2 separate regions of the Macaca mulatta genome follow, and region 2 is linked to region 1. Evidence: chromatin contacts called from public Hi-C data. All regions are on one chromosome and are shown on one strand. The core of a region is the stretch at or near the end of the contact, and the rest is flanking DNA. Distances in the headings are between cores, read along the strand shown. Region 1 holds the start of PTBP3 (polypyrimidine tract binding protein 3). Region 2 holds the start of SUSD1 (sushi domain containing 1).

Region 1 (5,452 bases), core at 1,284-3,783:
ATAAATTATCTCTCAGGAGGAAATGAACACATACACACACACAAGAGACAGTTGGGATTTGAGGAGGAACTAGAAAGATATGTTGACTGGTGGCTTGTGGTTTGTTTTTTAACTATCCAAAAAAGGAAGAAGGATCTTTTTCAGGCTGTTGGAAAATGTAGAAATTTAATTAGTCTCCTGAAGGCAAAAATGCACTGTATTCTTAAACCACATCCCTTAAGACCAGGGTGTGAAAATCCCCTTTAAAGTCCTGCCATACAAAAACTCTTCTTTTCTAAGCCCCAAGAAACTGTCTTCGATTGATGTTTCTTTCTTATCTCCTAGAAGAAAGCTACAAATACATTCTACATATTGTTAATAACCTATGTCATCATTACCTCATAAAAGTTAACAAATGACTCTAGATGATGTAAAAAGTGTTTTAAAAATACCACGTGGATTTTTTATTTTTCCTTGTAACTTCTGAAACTTGAAATTCATTTGTCTAAAATTTAAATGTGAAAAGTAACTGGACCCTTGCTGCATAAAAAATAAGATTGTTTAACACTACGATTATTGGTTCTGATGCAAAGGGCAACTTATGCTCCGACCTGAACTTCCAAATGAACTTACCTTCCAGTCAGTATCTGTATAACTGCCTTGCATATTGAAACCAATAAACCCAATACTACCTCTAAAACCACAAATAGGGTGAAGGGAGAGTTAACTTCTTAAACACTATCAAAAAGTAAGTTTGCACTTCACAGTTATCTTAGAGTTTAACAGCAAAGACGCAAAATTCAAGAGTCCTCTTTATTAAAACTATAAATTTTATGACACAAAAGAATAGCCTGCATCCATATTTAAGTCAAACCCTCCAGACAATTAACTACACATAATGAAATGCTAATTTCACAGCCTGCCTGAACCAAAATATTAGTACGACACAAATCTTTACGACCACAAAATGTTTCAACATATAAAATCTAACTGAATAAGGCAATGTGAAATAAGTTTTCAACAATATTCTCGAAGAAACTTCAAACAATAAAAACAGCTTCAATTCCCCCCAAAATATACACACCTACTGTGGACCCAAAAGTTATAATTTTAAGAAAATTTTTAAAGCTTCAATTAAATAAAAATAAAGAACATCCCAATCATGAATAAAATCTAAAATTCCACTTCGATATCTGGAGCAGTGTGCAATCTGTATTCAAATGAATCAATCCGAAATGTCATATACACTTAATATTGTGAAAGTAAAATAAATGAAATCTAATGAGGTCAAAACCTGTTGGAAGATTTCATCTTCTTCAAATAGCATAACAATTATCAACTATATGGCAACATGTGAACGACTTTTACTGTTCTAGCAAGTTGCATATATTCCACAACCTTACAGAAATCTTGTCATCGAAAGTAGGTAACAAGCCAAACAAAACCTCAAATACATAAAGGGAATAAACCGAGTTGGAGATTTTTTTTTTAATCTGTAGGTACAGACACTACAACCTTCAATTAATTCACCAAGATCCTAACATAGTTGTTACTTTAATTACCAAAATATGTCAAGTCCCACCCCATATCCCTGAGTCCCCAGAGCACCGTTCATATACATAGACTCTAAATCTTTTTATTTTGGTCACGGACCCCCATTAAATTTTTGAGCATTTGAAAGGCCCCCGAAAATCGCTCGTACATCATATTTTACATACGCGGGCAGAGAATTCATTAAGTTTCTTGGGGAGAGAGAATGGTGAGGGGGAAGCGTCCACGGTCACTAAGTCCAGATCCCTGATGTCGAGAAAACGTTAACGTATCTCACAGCACAAGTCGGGAGACCTCGGCCAAGTCCCGCGGCGGCCCGGGGACCCCGCGTGGGACCGCGGCTTGAGACCAGGTCGCCGCCCAGACGGGTACCGACGCCTGCACCCGCCGTCGGCCGCTCGCCCCACCTCGCCGGTAAACAGCAACTCCCCCGGCAGGAGGACGCCCGCCCCGCGCGCCGCCTCCGCCTCCCCCAGCGCCGCGCACCATTTTCTGAGAGGAAGTGTCGGGAGGCCGAGCTGGGCTCCCCGGACTCGGGGCGCGGAAGGCGGACCTCGGCACCGCGGCCGGACCGGGCTTTCTTCCGCTCCCGGGTGTGTCGAGTAAGGCTGGGAAGGAGCGGACGTGTCCCGGGCACCGCGTGGGGAAAAGAGAGGCTGCGGCGGACCGCGCCTCGGCGATTCCGGGATCCCCACAGAGACGCCCGGAAGCCCCACCGTCGGGCTTGGCCGGGGCCGCTCCTCCGGCCGCCGGCGCCGCGCACGGCTTCCCAGCCCTTGCGCGTCCCGCCGAGAGCCGGGTGGAAGCGGCGCCAGAGCAACCCGGTGCGGCCGCCACGCCGCCTAGCACTTACCCATCCATGGCCCAGACGGAGGCGCGCACAGAGCAGGGACTGACGGGCTAACCGCAAGCGGAGGAAGCAGGCGGCGGCAGCAGGGCGGTTCCGGGGACAAGCGAGCGTCGCCTCTGCGGAGCCCCGGCCGGTCCGAGGTGGAAGGAGAGTGGGAAACAGGGGCGGGGACCGGGCACGCTCCCGCCACCGCCGCGCCCCCGCCTTCCCCACCCCGCGAGCGCGTCCCCGTCTGGCCCGCCCCCGCCCCCTCAGCGTCCCCGCCCTCCCTCGGGGCCCGCCCCTGCGCTCGCGCCCACCCTCGCCCGGCTCGCAGCCGGCCTCCGGCTCGGCTCTGGGGCGCCCTCTTCCAGCGGTCGCTGTAAGACCCCGCCTCTCGGCCCCTCATCCCGGCGCGCGCGCGCGCCCCCAGCCTCCCTCCTGCGTTCGCGGGAGCGCGCGCCTTGTGCTTCCCGCTCCGCCGCGCGCCCCACCCGCCCTCTCGCGGCCCCGCGGGCCTTCCGGCTTCGCAGACCCGGGCTGCCGGGTTTGAATGCCTCCCTCTGCCGGCGGGAAAAGCCTTGGGGACCCGACTCCCAAGAGTAGGCAGGAATGTCCCGCGAGGACCCCAGAAACGAGGTAGAATTGCCCCGCGTGCGCAAGGCTGTAGATGGCACGTCCAGGGGCCAGCCTCTGGCCGCTTCGCGCTGGAGTCGACCGCTGGTACCGGCAGCAGCCCCATAGGTGTGGCTGGGGCGATGAATGAGGTGAAAGAGGCCGCCCGGACTGGAATTTGTATACACTCTAAGTATCTGAGTGCATTTCGACCTGACCGTCTAGTATTGAATGTACATGAAAAATTCATTGTAGAAACATGGAATGGCTATATTTCTAGCATTTTAAAAAAGTTTACTCATTATTCGCTTTTTTCAGATGAAAATATGGATATAAAGAGAGTGATTTGCTCACAGTTTCACAACCAGGAAACGTTTGCATCAGAGAGCCCTCTCCTCTGGTCTGAGCAAAAAGTATATATATAATACAACGAGTGACAACACGCTTGCTTTTTTCCCTTTTTAGTGTGAAATAGAATACTTTTTCAACTCAAAGATCACCAAAACGTAACCCACTAAACTGTTAAGCAAAAGTCTTAACCTCCTGAGTAAAAAAGAGCGGGGCTCCTCCCCGTGGCTTCGTCATTTGAAAAGCAACTAACAAGAACTTCAAACATCTATCCTTGCTAATTTCCTGCTTTCAGATCAGTAGGTGCTACTAAAAAGATCTAAACTGTGGACTCATTCATCATTCAGTCAGTATTAACCTACTATGTGCCGGGCACTGCATGGATACAAAAGAAAATCAGGTTCCAGCCGTCACTGTTGAATGGATTCCTCAGTCAGTTTATGTATGTTTTTGGCATAAAACTTTTCACATAGGTAGAGTGATTCGGTGAGGTCATTCTTAAAGTACTGTATCTAACCTCAGTCCCTCTTCCAAAATGTCAAATATATTTTGTTTTGTATATTAAATCTAAATATTAAGTTGCATTTGTAAACATTGCCAGATGGAAATGTAGAATCAACAAGATAAGTAGCTGATGCAGTCTTTCTATCGCTGTATTTGGGATATATTCTGTTGATGAAATTTCCTTAACTTTTTTTTTAGCTACACAAGTAATATCAGCATAAATGCTCATTTTGGAAAATTCAAATGATATAAAATATTGAAAAGTTATTAATTATATTTTTCTTCCCAAACCACCCCCGCCCATGTCTACCACTGTAAAAATTTTGCGTGCATCCTTCGAGACCTTTACCTTTTTTTTTTTTTTTTTTGAGACGGAGTCTTGCTCTGTCTCCCAGGCTGGAGTACAGTGGCACAGTCTGGGCTCACTGCAACCTCCACCTCCCGGGTCAAGTGATTCTCCTGCCTCAGCCTCCTGAGTAGCTGGGATTACAGGCGCCCGCCACCACGCCCGGCTAGTTTTTGTGTTTTTAGTAGAGACGGGATTTCACCATGTTGGTCAGGCTGGTCTCGAACTCCTGACCTCGTGATCCACCCACCTCGGCCTCCCAAAGTGCTGGAATTACAGGCGTGAGCCACCGCGCCGGGCAACCTTTACCATTTTTCTTTTTTTTCTTTTTCTTTTTCTTTTTTTTTTTTTCACCTAAAAATCCTGGATTATGGCCGGGCGTGGTGGCTCATGCCTGTAATCCCAGCACTTTGGGAGGCCAAGGCGGGCAGATCATTTAAGGTCAGGAGTTCAAAGCCAGCCTGGCTAACATGGTGAAACCCCCGTCTCTACTAAAAATAGGAAAATTAGTCCGGCTTGGTGGCGCACGCCTGTAATCCCAGCTACTCGGGCGACCGAGACACGGGAATCTCTTGAACCCAGTAAGTGGAGGTTGCAGTAAGCCGAGATCGTGCCACTGCACTCCATCCTGTGTGACAAAGGGAGACTCCAGGCTGGAGTGCAGTGGCGCAATCTCAGCTCACTGCAACCTCCACCTCCCAGGCTCAAGCGATTCCCCTGCCTCAACCTCTGGAGTAGCTAGGATTACAGGCGCCTGCCACCCTGCCTGGCTAATTTTTGTATTTTTAGTAGAGACGGGGTTTCACCATGTTGGCCAGGCTGGTCTTGAATTCCTGACCTCAAATGATCCACCCACCTCGGCCTCCCAAAGTTCTGGGATTACAGACGTGAACCACTATGGCCAGCCTCATAATTTCATTTCATAATTTAACCTTTTCCAAAACAGTGGAAATTACATTGTTTCCAAGTATTCAAAATAACACTATTGCAGAAAATATCATGAATGTATGAATATCTTTGCACGCGTATTATTACATCTGAGGAATAGATCCCTAGAAGTAGAATTGAGAAACAAAGGATATAAGCCTTTTTATCCTTTATATACTCCCACAATCCTTTATATAAAGCCTTTATAGCCACTATGATTCAAATTTGATAATTTTTTTGAAAATGATTCCCAAAAGGCTGCACCAATTTACAGTTTATTTAAAAAAAAAAAATTGGCTGGGCATGATGTCTCACACCTGTAATCCCAGCACTTTGGGAGGTCAAAGCGGCAG
Region 2 (5,891 bases), core at 824-3,323, 160 kb before region 1:
GGAGGACAACCTTTCTATCCTCATGTTGGCAAACAGAGATCTCTACTCTGAAGACTTTGTAGAAGCCTGGGCTCCTTTGGGAGCCTGAGCTGGAACTGAAGCTGGAGCTGCAGCCTGGGCCTTGGTTTGATCCTTGGCCTTGGTCTTTGGCCGGCACAGCCTGAGCCCCTTGGCAATGAGGGCACGAGCACGTTTCCCAAGCTTGGAGCAGGCAATGTAGGCAAGAGCTGACACCCTTTGGAATCTTGGGCTTAACCTCCTTGGGGTTTATGAGGGCAAGGCCTCAGCACGTGTGCTTATGGCCTTGGCATTGTCGCCCTGCATATTCTTTAGGCCCTTCTTGTTGTGCTTCTTGGCAAAGCACATGTTTGTCAGGAACTTGGGGTCCATTCGATTGAGAGATTCGTATCTTTGTGATTGGAGTTTCTTGATGCCATTTTCTGTGCCATTTTCGGGACTGGTTGTGTGTGGTGTTGTGCTTGGATTTGGCCATGTCCGCACCTTAACCTGCGGCTCCGGAAGCACCTAGAACTGGCTACACTCACTTTTCATGTCACTCCCTGAAACAGCTTCCAGTGGCTTCCAGGCACAGCTAAGTCCAAAGGCCTAGGTCTGCCAGTCAAGGCACTTCGCCCTCTACCTTTGGTGCCTCTCCTTGCTTCTTTCCCTTCTCCCCCGAGCCAGAATTCTGAGGGAATTCATTCATTCTACACACATTTGTGGAGAGGTGGCAGTGCCTGCTGCTATGAGCTGGGATACCTTTTCCACATTTTCCCATATCCAAATATGACCAATCATTGATGGCCCAGCTCAAGGGTCACCACCGGTTTCCCTTTCCCTGCCCTCACCACCCACACCTTCTCAGAACACTCATGCCATTCTGCCTTGTAGTACAGTTATGTGGAAGAATGTCACCTCCCCTGCGTGTCTGAATCCTCTGTGTAATTCCTACTCCGCTCAACATTGCATTTTGCAGAGGAGGAAAAACAACTCCCTCGATCGCTTGGAAATAGAACATTTGCTGGTCTAAATCCTCCAGACAGTGAGCTCCACGAGGGCCCTCGCTGCCCGCCCTCATTGCACACAGGGAAGCTGTTCAAGGGCCATCTGTTGAATGAATGAGTGAATTAATGACTTCATTCCTGTACTCTTCCTTACGCTTCCTTCTCACCATATTTAGCACTTGGCTCTCTAACAAAGTGAAAAAATTAAAAGTGGAAAGAAAATTGCTTCGGGTCACAAATGTGTCAAGCAAAAGCCACCGCAGAGCCGGAAGCGTGACATCGCCGCAGAACGCCCTGGCCTCCCGCCCTCCCCCGGGCGCCGCCCTGCCCGCGTCCGCGCTCGCGCCCAGCCCCCACCCCCGCCTCCTGGGCAGCAGAGGTCCCTGGGGACCCGGCCAGGCCGCCTCAAAACCGGCGTCCCCCGGTGACGCGGGGTCGGGCGGGGGCAGGGAAGCCCGGCGGGGAGCTCCTCTCTTCTCTGAGCTCCTCCTTGCCGATCTCCAACGGCCGGCGCGGGTCCCACCTGCGCCCCACGCCTCGGCACCGCGCCGGCCCGGCCCAGGGGCAGGGAAGCGTCCGTGCGCCCAGAGTCCTCGAGGCCCAGCTGGGGCCGCCCGTGTCCGTCCCCGCCCACACTCACCGTCGGCGCCCGGCGCTCCCGCGGCGCCGCGGGCCAGGCCGAGCAGCAGCAACAGCGGCAGCAGGCGGCGAGGCGGGCCTGCACCCCGGGGCCCCCGGCCCATGCCGCCGCCCGTCCCTCCCGGTGCGCCCGCGGCTCCTCCCGGGGCCCTCGGGGCGCAGAGATAAGGCTGCAGGCGCCGCGGGGAGGGGACCAGCCGGCGGCTTCCGGCTCCGCAGGGGGAAGCGGGGGGCGCTGCGGGGTCCCGGGGAGGCCGCAGGGCGCGGGTCCTTCCTCCTGGCAGGGTCTGAGCGCTGGACACGCCCGTTCCGTGTCGGTCTCTGGCTCCGCGCGTTCACTACTTAGCGCACCTGCTGCGTGCCAGGCCCTCTGGCCGCTCACATTCGCAAAGGTGGAAAGACACTCATCGGATAATGACACAGCTGGAGGCAGAGCCCCGGAGAGTGCTGGGGAGGAAGTGTCTCGGGGAATCCAAGCCACTCCGGGGCTCAGGGAGGCACCCCCGGGGAGACGGGTGAGGGGAACAAAGGGCAGAAATCTTCGAGGACGTGAAAGAGAGCTAGATGAGGTGACCGCAGCGCAAGGCCCAGGTGAGAGGTCGGAAGACCCAGGCCCAGGCCACCCAGGGGCGACACACTTGACCAGGTGACACCTGATCACCTGGTGTGAGAGAGAGGAGGACTGTGATGGAGGGAGGGACTGGCATCAGTCCCCGCTGCTCCGAGGAGCTTGGGTCCCACTGGGTCGCGCTGGGTCGCGCTGATGCCAGCCCCTCCCTCCATCACAGCCGTATTCCACCCCCAGGGAGGGAGTAAACCAAGACCCAAAGATGAGAAGGACGTTGGGGAGGAATCTAAGCGAGAGTTTGTTGTAGAAATGGGGAATGGGGACCTAGAGTGGGAGCAGAGGGTTGGAGACAGGCGTTGAGCTGCAGAGGGAAGTTAGCCCTCCTAACCCAAGTGAAGGAGGTCGCTGGGAAGCTGTCACAGTTTTAAGCAGGGAATGACTTCATCATTGACACATATCTGGCTGTTCCATGGCATTAGGATTGGGGTTGGGATTGGGATGTGGAAGGCAGAGTCCAGCCCGGAGCTGCTGCAGGAATCAGGCAATAGAAGACATGTCCTGGCCCGGGGCGGTGGCTCACACCTGTAATCCCAACACTTTGGGAGGTCGAGGCGGGTGGATCACTTGAAGTCAGGAGCTCGAGACCAGCCTGGCCAACTTGGTGAAACCCTGTCTCTACTGAAAACAAAAAAAAAGAAAAGAAAAAAATTAGGTGAGCGTGGTGGCAGGCACCTGTAATCCCAGCTGCTGGGGAAGCTGAGGTGGGAGAATCACTTGAACCCAAGAGGCAGAGGTTGAAATGAGCCGAGCTCGCACCACTGCACTCCAGACTGGGCGACAGAGTGAGACTCTAGATAGATAGATAGATAGATAGATAGATAGATAGATAGATAGATAGATCGATCGATCGATCGATCGATCCTACAGCTGGGCATTGACAAATGAGTGTGAAGACATCAGTGTGTAAGAATGGAATCCACTGGGTTTTGTGACTAATGAGAGAGGAGGAAATAAATAAGATCCGGTTTGAAGGCTTTGAGCTTGTGATGTCTGTGGGAGAGCATCCGAGAGCAGGCACCCCACTACTTCCCCCCATATCCTCACTTGCTTACTCTCTGCCATGAGCCTGCCCTAAATCTAACCACTTTCAAACACACCCATACAAGGGCTAGAGTGGTGGAGTCATAGTAGTTAAAAATCAACTTCAAGCTGGGTGAAGTGTGGCGTGCCTGTAGTCCCAGCTACTAAAGAGGCTGAAGGGCAGGAGAATTGCTTGAGCCCAGGAATTCAAGGCCCATGTGGGCAATAGAGTGAGACCCTCCTCTGTTAAAACAAACAAACAAACAAACAAAAACAACAAAGAAAAAAACTCATCTTCCTAGGCTTTTTTTTCCTCTTGGGGAGACAGGGGTTGGTTCTGTTGCCCAGGCTGGAGTGCACAGCTCACCACAGCCTCAACCTCCTGGGCTCAGGCAGTCCTCCAGCCTCAACCTCCCCAGTAGCTGGGACTACAGGGGTGCAGCATCATGCCCAGCTCATTTAAAAAAAAATTTTTTTTTTTTTGTAGTGACAGGATCTGGCTATGTTACCCATGCTGGTCTCCAACTCCTTGGCTCAAGCAATCCTCCCACTTGGGTCTCCCAAAGTGCTGGGATTACAGGAGTGCGCCACTGCATCTGGCCTCACAAGTGCTTTTCTTAGCAGGTTTTCTTGAAAATTATTTTTGATCAACAAAGACAGGCGCCTGTTTGGGGAGCAGTTGATGGTGTGGTGTGTCTCTATTATTTAGACACATTTTTAAAGTTCAGCTCTCCGTAAACTTGGAACTTAGAAATCATGTGATTGTTTCAACAAATACACCATTCACTTAAGATTTTTAACCAACCTATACCACTTCATCCCCACTGTGGCCCCTTGCAAAATAAATAAATTTAAATATATATGTATACACATACATTTTTTATTGATAATGTCAGGAAAAATTGTCCAAAACTTGGAAATGGGCAAAAGAGATTACTGGGTATCCTTTCAGTGGGGCGCTGGGTGCACCTTCGCTGGACTTCCTGTTGACTAGGCTATTTTGCAGCACTAGAGGGCTAGAAATTAACTTGCAGAAAACTGATGATAATGCAAAAGATTTATGTCCATAGCAGTGAAAATGAATATTTTCCAGGAGAAATATAAGTGATCAGTCCTTTCTGCCAGAAAATAAATAAGTTAAACCCACTAATTTCATTTTGTCCTATATGATATTAACTAGTTAACCAGTTTGGCACCTATTAGCAAATTCATGTCATCATTCCTGATGTCAGATTTTCCTTTGAACCTTAACATCTTACTAATTTTCCTTTGAGGTCAACAACTTACTGAGTCCTCCATTAATCAATTACTTGAATAGAATCTTATATAGGTTTTCATCTTATAGTTGCCTAAGTCATGTTTTCAATTTTTTGAAAATTACATTTCAGTACAATCCATCTTACTCTATATTCCACATTAGATTGTATGACTTTCATCTTTTCTTTTCATTGGCTGATTTTTACATATCAAATATATATTTTTGGTTTAAAAAATACTTCTTACTCAATGGTGAGTTCATTGGATCACATAATGAAAAATTATCTCCTCATCCAACAGTATTTGTCACAAGAATTAAAACAGAATATTTTAACCATTGTTAAATTTGTAGGAACAGTGGGATTATTGCTGACAAAGTATTTGACTTAAGAAAAATGTTCTTTTAAGAGAGCATGGTTAATATACCAGCATTTTCTTAAAAAGAGCTCGAAAGAAGCTTTCTTCTTCTCCTTCCTCCTCTCCTCCATTTCCTCCTCATTCTTCTTCTTTCTTTAATACAGGAGGATCTCACTCTGTCACCCAGGGTGGAGTGCAGTGGTGCAATCATGGCTCACTGCAGCCTTGACCTCCCAAGCTCAAGCGATCCCTCCACCTCAGCCTCCCAAGTAGCTGGGACTACAAGCACATGCCATTATGCCCATCTAATTAAAAAAAAAAAAATGCAGAGACAGGGTCTTGCTGTGTTGCCCAGGCTAGTCTTGAACTATTGGCCGCAAGGGATCCTCCTGCTTCAGCGTCCCGAAGTTCTGGGATTGCTGTTGTGAGCCACCATGCCTGGCTAGGACTTAGTGTTTAGTGGGTATCAACTTTCAGTTTTGCAAGATGAAAAGCGTTCTGTGGATGGATAGTGGTGATGATTGCACAACAATGTGAATGGATCTAACACTGAACTGTACACTTAAAAATTTTTGTTTGTCGTTTATTTTTGAGACAGAGTCTCACTCTTGTTGCGCAGGCTGGAGTCCAATGGCACGATCAACCTCTGCGTTCCGAGTTCAAGCGATTCTCCCGCCTTAGCCTCCCAAGTAGCTGGGATTACAGGCACGTGCCACCACACCTGGCTAATTTTGTACTTTTAGTAGAGATGGGGTTTCACCATGTTGGTCAGGCTGTTCTTGAACTCCTGACCTCAAATGATCCACCAGCCTTGGCCCCCCAAAGTGCTGGGATTACAGGCGTGAGCCACCATGCCCGGCCTTAAAAATGTTTAAAATTGGCTGGGCACAGTGGCTCACACATGTAATCCCAGCACTTTGGGAGGCCGAGGCGGGTGGATCACAAGGTCAGGAGATTGAGACCATCCTGGCTAACCCGGTGAAACC

The links. A called contact is a pair of places that touch in the nucleus more often than the background predicts.
Region 2: a Hi-C map of blood shows a contact between it and region 1, with 2.0 times the contacts expected there. The contact joins the promoter of SUSD1 here to the promoter of PTBP3 in region 1. A contact is called at or near these places in 2 of 14 Hi-C or Micro-C datasets (CD4 T cells and blood).

The regions. Positions count from the first base shown.
Region 1 is chr15:45,976,692-45,982,143 of T2T-MMU8v2.0, reverse strand. PTBP3 (polypyrimidine tract binding protein 3) reads right to left here and starts at 2,533. Exons shown (of 14, transcript XM_077968333.1): 1 at 2,384-2,533.
Region 2 is chr15:46,135,551-46,141,441 of T2T-MMU8v2.0, reverse strand. SUSD1 (sushi domain containing 1) reads right to left here and starts at 2,073. Exons shown (of 14, transcript XM_077968340.1): 1 at 1,645-2,073. The coding sequence starts at 1,747.